Regions from separate parts of the Muntiacus reevesi genome. Here region 2 is linked to region 1. Evidence: chromatin contacts called from public Hi-C data. All regions are on one chromosome and are shown on one strand. The core of a region is the stretch at or near the end of the contact, and the rest is flanking DNA. Distances in the headings are between cores, read along the strand shown.

Region 1 (2,960 bases), core at 120-2,619:
TTTGGCTGGGGTAACTCGTCTCCACTAGAACCTTCTCGTTATTCAGAGATATGTCAGGAAAGGACTCTGGCAGGAGAAAGAGAGGGAGGAGGCCTGGTTACTGGAGAGCAATCACCGGAGGACGCGGAAGACCCACGCTGCCAGACAAGAGGTCGGGCCAGCTACCATTGACTCTTGAGCTGGTTAATAATTGATAGCAGCAGATTGAAATGTTCCTGGACCCGCTCCAGACGCAGAACCCATTTCAACAACCGCTGACGCAAATACGGAGAATCCCCCTCCACTGCAGCTCCCAGCGCTCCGCAGCAGCGGCTGCGCGGGCGAGGGATTCCCGCCAGTACCCCCGCAACGGCCGCGGCTAGTGCGCGCCCCCTACCCCGGGCTGCCGGGACATCCCGGGCCAAGGATCCCGGCCTTTCTTCGGGGATAGCGGCAGGCTAGGCAAGCCTTTCTGGAGGGGGAGGGGGCGCAGCCTTGCTCGTCAAAACAAGCTCTCCCTCCTCCATCCACCCACGCAGCCCCACAGCTCTCCATCCAAAACAAAAGCTGGCTCCTCTGCGCACCGTTAAGGACAGGATGGGGGTGGGGAGAATGTCTCCAGGCAGTCCTCTAACACAGGACCCTGGGGATGCGAGGAATGGAAAGGAAACCCCATTTGCACCCCTGTGGCGAAGGGGGCGCTGCAAAGGCCGTGGGGAAGGACTGGACGCCAGGATGTCGGCGAACGGGCTAGCTCTCGGAGTAGGCCACGGCTTACCTGCGGTCAGGTGCTCGTAGGGCTGCTCGCTTGCCTCCCCCTGAGGGTTGAAGGCGCTGCTGCTGTTGCTGTTGCTGCTGCTGCCGCCCCCTCCACCTCCACCGCCCCCGCTGCTGCTGCTGCTGCTGCTGGTACCGCTGCTGCCCTCCGGGGCCCCGGCGGCACCGAGGAACTGGGGAGCCCCATTGCTCAGCAGCATCATCTCCTCCAGCTTAGGGTAGTTGTCCATGGTGGGCGAATGAGGAAAGGAGCCAAAGGGGTCGGAGATCTGCAGCGGGGACATCAGCTGCATCTCGGCCTTGGCTGCCGCCATCCCCGACCGGCGGGCTGGAGAGCTGGTGTTGGGGCGGGTGGGCGCAGCCGGGGACCGAAGCTGCGGGGGACACGTCTCGGGGGCTTGGCCAGGTCACATGCGGGACGCGGGGCACACTGTGGAGAGCGCAGGCGGGGTTCGCAGGCTCGCCCTCGCCGCCGGCCGGTGTAGACGCGGCGCTGCTACCGAGGCTGGGGTAGGGGCCGGTCCTGCGGCGGCGGAAGCTGGCGGCGGCGGCAGCTGGCGACGGCGGCTCCCCAAGTTCTGCGCGCTGGGATCTCTCGCGACTCCCCAGATCCGCCTCTATTTGAAGGGTCTGGAACGGCACGGACCCGCCTCCGTCGTGACGTACATGGCCATATATGGGAGGCAGGAAGCCCTAATATGGCAAGACCGGCCGGGAGGACCCGGAGTGACGTGAAGCCCCCTCTCCAAGAACTGCAGGCACTGCCATCCCGCACCCTGGGTCCCACGCCGGCTCCCGCACCCTGGGTGCCCAGGCTTCGAGGAAATTTAGTGCTCAAGCCGCAGCTGAGGACTCCCAGACCGAAGCTGCTCAGTAGTTCCCGGCGTTGCCCCCGCCTCTTCCCTCCGCCTTCTTCCCTCCTCCCGGAGCCGGAAGCAGCCGGGCCATATCGGGGCGCCCCAAATAAGGCGCTGCCCAAATAAGGATTGTTCCGGCGGGGGATCCTTCCTGCTCCTTATATGGCGTTTCCGGGTCTCTGCTTACTGCTCTCTGGCTCCCTCCCTCCTGCCTGGTTCCAAGCCGGGAGCCCAACGCGCGCGCTAGAGCCGGGGACGCCCAGGCGGGGAGGGCTCCGGGCGCGTAGTGCTAGGCGCACCGCGGTTCCCCGGCGGGGACTGGGCTGGGAAAGCCCGGGCCCTGGGCGGAGGCGAGGGCGAGGAGGACTGGGGTTCTGCCGCCGTCATCCAGGGCTCGCCCGCCCACCTCTGGGACCGTGGGAGCCGGGCGGGAGCGAAGGGGAGGAGTGGCTGGGCTGGCCAGGGCAGAGGCCGCCCAGGAGAGGCGGGGCCCTGACCCCTGGCCTCGACCAATGGCATGGTGCCTTTCCCGGTGTCGCGGTGGAAACTGAGGCTTAGGAAATAATAGCCAGATGGTTCCTGTGCAGTGCGGTGGCCCACCTGCTTCTCCGCCATCTGCCAATGGAGTGGGGTTGTTGGGGCCTCGGGATCCCTCTGCGCCACCAGAACTGAAAGGCGATTCTCTGGTTTTCTCTGGGGAAGAGCCCAGGCTTGGGTGGCTGGACAAGGGGAACTGATTGTCTCTGGAGAAACCTGAGTCCTTTTCCCACCAGGAGCTAGTGGTCCTTGGAATGGTGGGAGACTGACCCACCGTTATCCAGAACAGGTGATTGGGGGGGGCGAGAAGTGTGGGAATCTGAGCAGGAGACTTCCCTACGGGCTGTCTGGGGACCCCCGGCCGGCGAGAAGAGAGATCTGCTTAGCGAGTTGGTGCTGCCCTCTGGAGGTCCCCTCTCCAGCTCGGTTCCTCCGGCCCCTGGCCGAGTAGGCTCTTCGCCGCCTTCTTGCTCCCCCTCCCAGCTCCTGTGCTGGGCGCTGCTCCAGGCAGGGGGAGCCTTAGACGCAGTGAGCGCTAACTGAGCAGGCGCCGCAGCCTGGGCTCCCCCTGCAGTCCCTGGGGAGCCGCCACAGCCGAGGCTCGCAACTCCCCGGCGGGGTAACACTCCCCTCCTCCAGCCAGGCCAAGGGCGAGGGTGGGAGGAGGGGGCGGTTAGGCTGGCAAGGTTCCAGCCGGTTTCCTGGGAGCTAGACGCAAACGGGGAAGCCCTCCGCATTGTGTCCCCGCTCCCCCCCTTCAAGTGCGCACCCCAAACAGAAAGGGGATTCCTGTTGGGGAAGGCTTCTTCT
Region 2 (2,960 bases), core at 231-2,730, 700 kb before region 1:
ATGTTTGCAGATTTAACCTCCATGGAAAAACATTTATGCTGGCATCCTGGTATAGTTAACAACAGAGTAAGCATGAACCAGGCCCAGAATGCCAACCAGCTATCGGGCTGCTGTTCTCCCAGCAGTGTAACACTTGCCTAGGTACACGGAAACCTAGGCAGCTGCCTACAGCTGGGGCCAAAGGTAGGCTAATGGTGCTGCACTTACCTGGGGCTCCATCCGCTCAAAAATTCACAGCTGGATGCTCTGCAATCAAAGCACTCCAGGTTAGAGACAGACAACAGTTAGTGAACACTTGTGTGGCGTTCAAGACCCCTACCCTCAAAACTCCCTTAACTTAGTGAGGCCTGAACCACAGAAACAATAGTCAACAATAAAAGAGCGTTCCCTTGGTTAGCTTTATTGTCGTCATCCTTACTTGCATACCACAGCAGTTCAACAGTAGCAAATTAATGGTCTCATCAACAAGTATCAGGAAGCTTGGCTGTCACTCAACAGCCAAATGACAGTGGGCAAATAACCTCTGTACTTCAGTCTCATTTGTAGAATGGGAGTGTTGTACACAGGGTGTTTGGGAGGTTTAAATGGAATATAAATTAAGTGCATAAGATAATATCTGCTATAGACTGGGAACTTACTCTAAGCAAAGAGATGATGAATACTGGTGAGCAGAAAGGGAACTTATCCTGGGAAAGTAATGGGCACTGAAAATTGGAAAGGCTGGTTGAAACTAGATTGAAAAGGGCCTCAATTATGTGATCTCTTGAACCATAAAAACAGCATTTTAAAAAATAACTGGATGCAGTAACGAATGGTAAAGAAACTGGAGACAGTTAGGTTGCCAATCCTGCCAACGACCCCAACTACTGGTTGAAAACAATAACCAAAATGTTTGCAAAAATGTTAACACTCCTACCCATTCCCCCTTACAATTTACCTTGTTTGTATAAGGTGAGAGTATGTAAGACAATACTTTTTCCCAGCCTTCCTCTAATTTCACCCCAAAACGCTTCCAAACAATTAGAGGAAAAGGAAAATAGAGGGCTCGTTGTCCAGGTCTAAAAACGAATCTAAAAATAGCCCGTCCCTTTCGGCGCTCGGATAGAACTGACGGAGCTCCACCCGACCACGTGTTCCTCGCGAACCTTCCCAAGTCCCTGGCCCTGGTGCCTGGGGAACAAGGCTCCCCGACACCGACTCTCGGCAACTCTCCAGGGACAGCAGGGATGGTAGAAAACAGGGGGGATTCTAGGGGTACTATCCCTCAGCATTTCTTCAAGATGCCCTCCAAACCTGGGGTCACTAGGGCACGAGCCCCAGTTTCGTCCCGTGCCTCGGAAGAGGCCTCCCAACCACTGTCTCTCGCCCCTGGCTGGTAAACCTCCAAGGCTTCTCCCCACTTTGCCCTTACTCACCGGCATGTGTCCGGAGCTCGGTAGGGACACTGCACCCGGGGCAGAGACCGCAGGGGAAAAGGGCAGTCTGGAGTCGAGGGGAGCTCCGCCCCGGGGAGGCTACTGGGCGGGCCCTCGGTGGGCGGGGCCCGGAAACCCCGCCCAGGAAAGCGTTACGAAAATGGGAGAGCTGTGGTAGAGGTGGGCATACTCTACACAGGAGCTAGAACCAAGAAGAGAAAAGATAGAAATCCGAACAAGCGCTACGGTTATTTGATACCCACCTCATTTATACTTACGCGTGGAAAGCGCGCTGGGTTTGAAACTGCTTAAGAGAAAACTTGGTGTGTCCGAGTGGGGCGGTGCTTCCTGTCAGCCCACAGCGAGCGCCGCGGTTCCTCGCACACGTGTGTGGCGCCTTCTGGTTGCTGCAAGCTCAGCCCACGCTTTTTCCACCTCCCACGCAGATCCTCTTCCACGCATTTCTGTCACATAGTCAACGGATTGCCCACGCACACAGGTCACCTTGGTTTTGGGGATCTCTCCAGGAGGTTTTCGCCTGGATTATGCTAGTCACTCCTACAGCCTAACCTGCGGGAACACATCCCCGGGGCCCTGCAGTGGGATCTTTAGCTGAGCTGCAGCAGCTAAAGAGTACTGGCTTTCTCTGCCAAGCTTCCCTTCCACCGTGGCACAGTCAGCCAAAGAGGCCACATCTTTGGTCTGGACGGGTTGCCCACCAGGTTATCAGCATTTCTTTTGGACACTAATCCTCCCCTCACTACTTGGAGTCGATATGATTCTCTCCTGCTGAACATTTTGGTGAAGCTGAGGATGAGAAAGGCAAGATCCAGTAGCAGTAATTCCTAAATCCTTTCTATAATTTCCCAAATTCTAAAGCCACTTTGTTCCTAGCATCTCCCTGCCCCCAGCCCCCAGCATCTGGTGGGCTCTGCCCATCTATTGCACCTGGCACCTTTGTCAGGTGAACCCTTGGGAGTAGCCAAAGTCCTTGTCATCTGCCGGCATATTTTATTATCTATTTCCTCAGGTATTTCATAACGGGAAAAAAATGTGCTTCCTATAAACCCAACCCTCGCAGACCTCTGCTGAGAAAGCCCAGAGTCCTACATTGATTCCAGGGAAAAATTTCAGGCTCTAAGGATAGCCCTGAAGTGGCAAAAACAAATTCTTCCCAGTTTGGATGGAGTTGGACACAGTCTCTGGTAGGAAAAAGGCTTACATAAATACAGTAATTAAAAATGTCACATGATCAGTGGTGGGCTGGTAGGCAGGAGATCTGCTTTGCAGTTAAATAGGAATGTGGCTGAAGACTGCTGCCCTAATCAGTGCCCACATCCAGCTGTCACAGTGTGTTCATAAAGGATGGTTATGAGAGCTATAAAATTGGGCAGATTGGGTGGATAATTGTCCTGCAGAGCTCTGCTAAAGGAGAAATTGCATTGGCGTCTCATATATTTTGCTTTCTTTTGTTTCATACACGTAAAATGGAGAAGGCACAGCTACCCTGAGGATTCGTGGAAAGGAAAGATGAAGTCTGTGTGA

What was found. Hi-C and Micro-C count contacts between places; a contact is called where the count stands out from the background.
Region 2: a Hi-C map of muscle shows a contact between it and region 1, with 2.8 times the contacts expected there. The contact joins the promoter of MATR3 here to the promoter of EGR1 in region 1. A contact is called at or near these places in 2 of 3 Hi-C or Micro-C datasets (blood and muscle).

What each region holds. Positions count from the first base shown.
Region 1 is chr1:227,765,894-227,768,853 of mMunRee1.1, reverse strand. It overlaps EGR1 (early growth response 1), which reads right to left and starts at 1,369. Exons shown (of 2, transcript XM_065918641.1): 1 at 758-1,369; 2 at 1-66. The coding sequence starts at 1,070.
Region 2 is chr1:228,466,357-228,469,316 of mMunRee1.1, reverse strand. MATR3 (matrin 3) reads right to left here and starts at 1,480. Exons shown (of 17, transcript XM_065918662.1): 1 at 1,416-1,480; 2 at 208-246.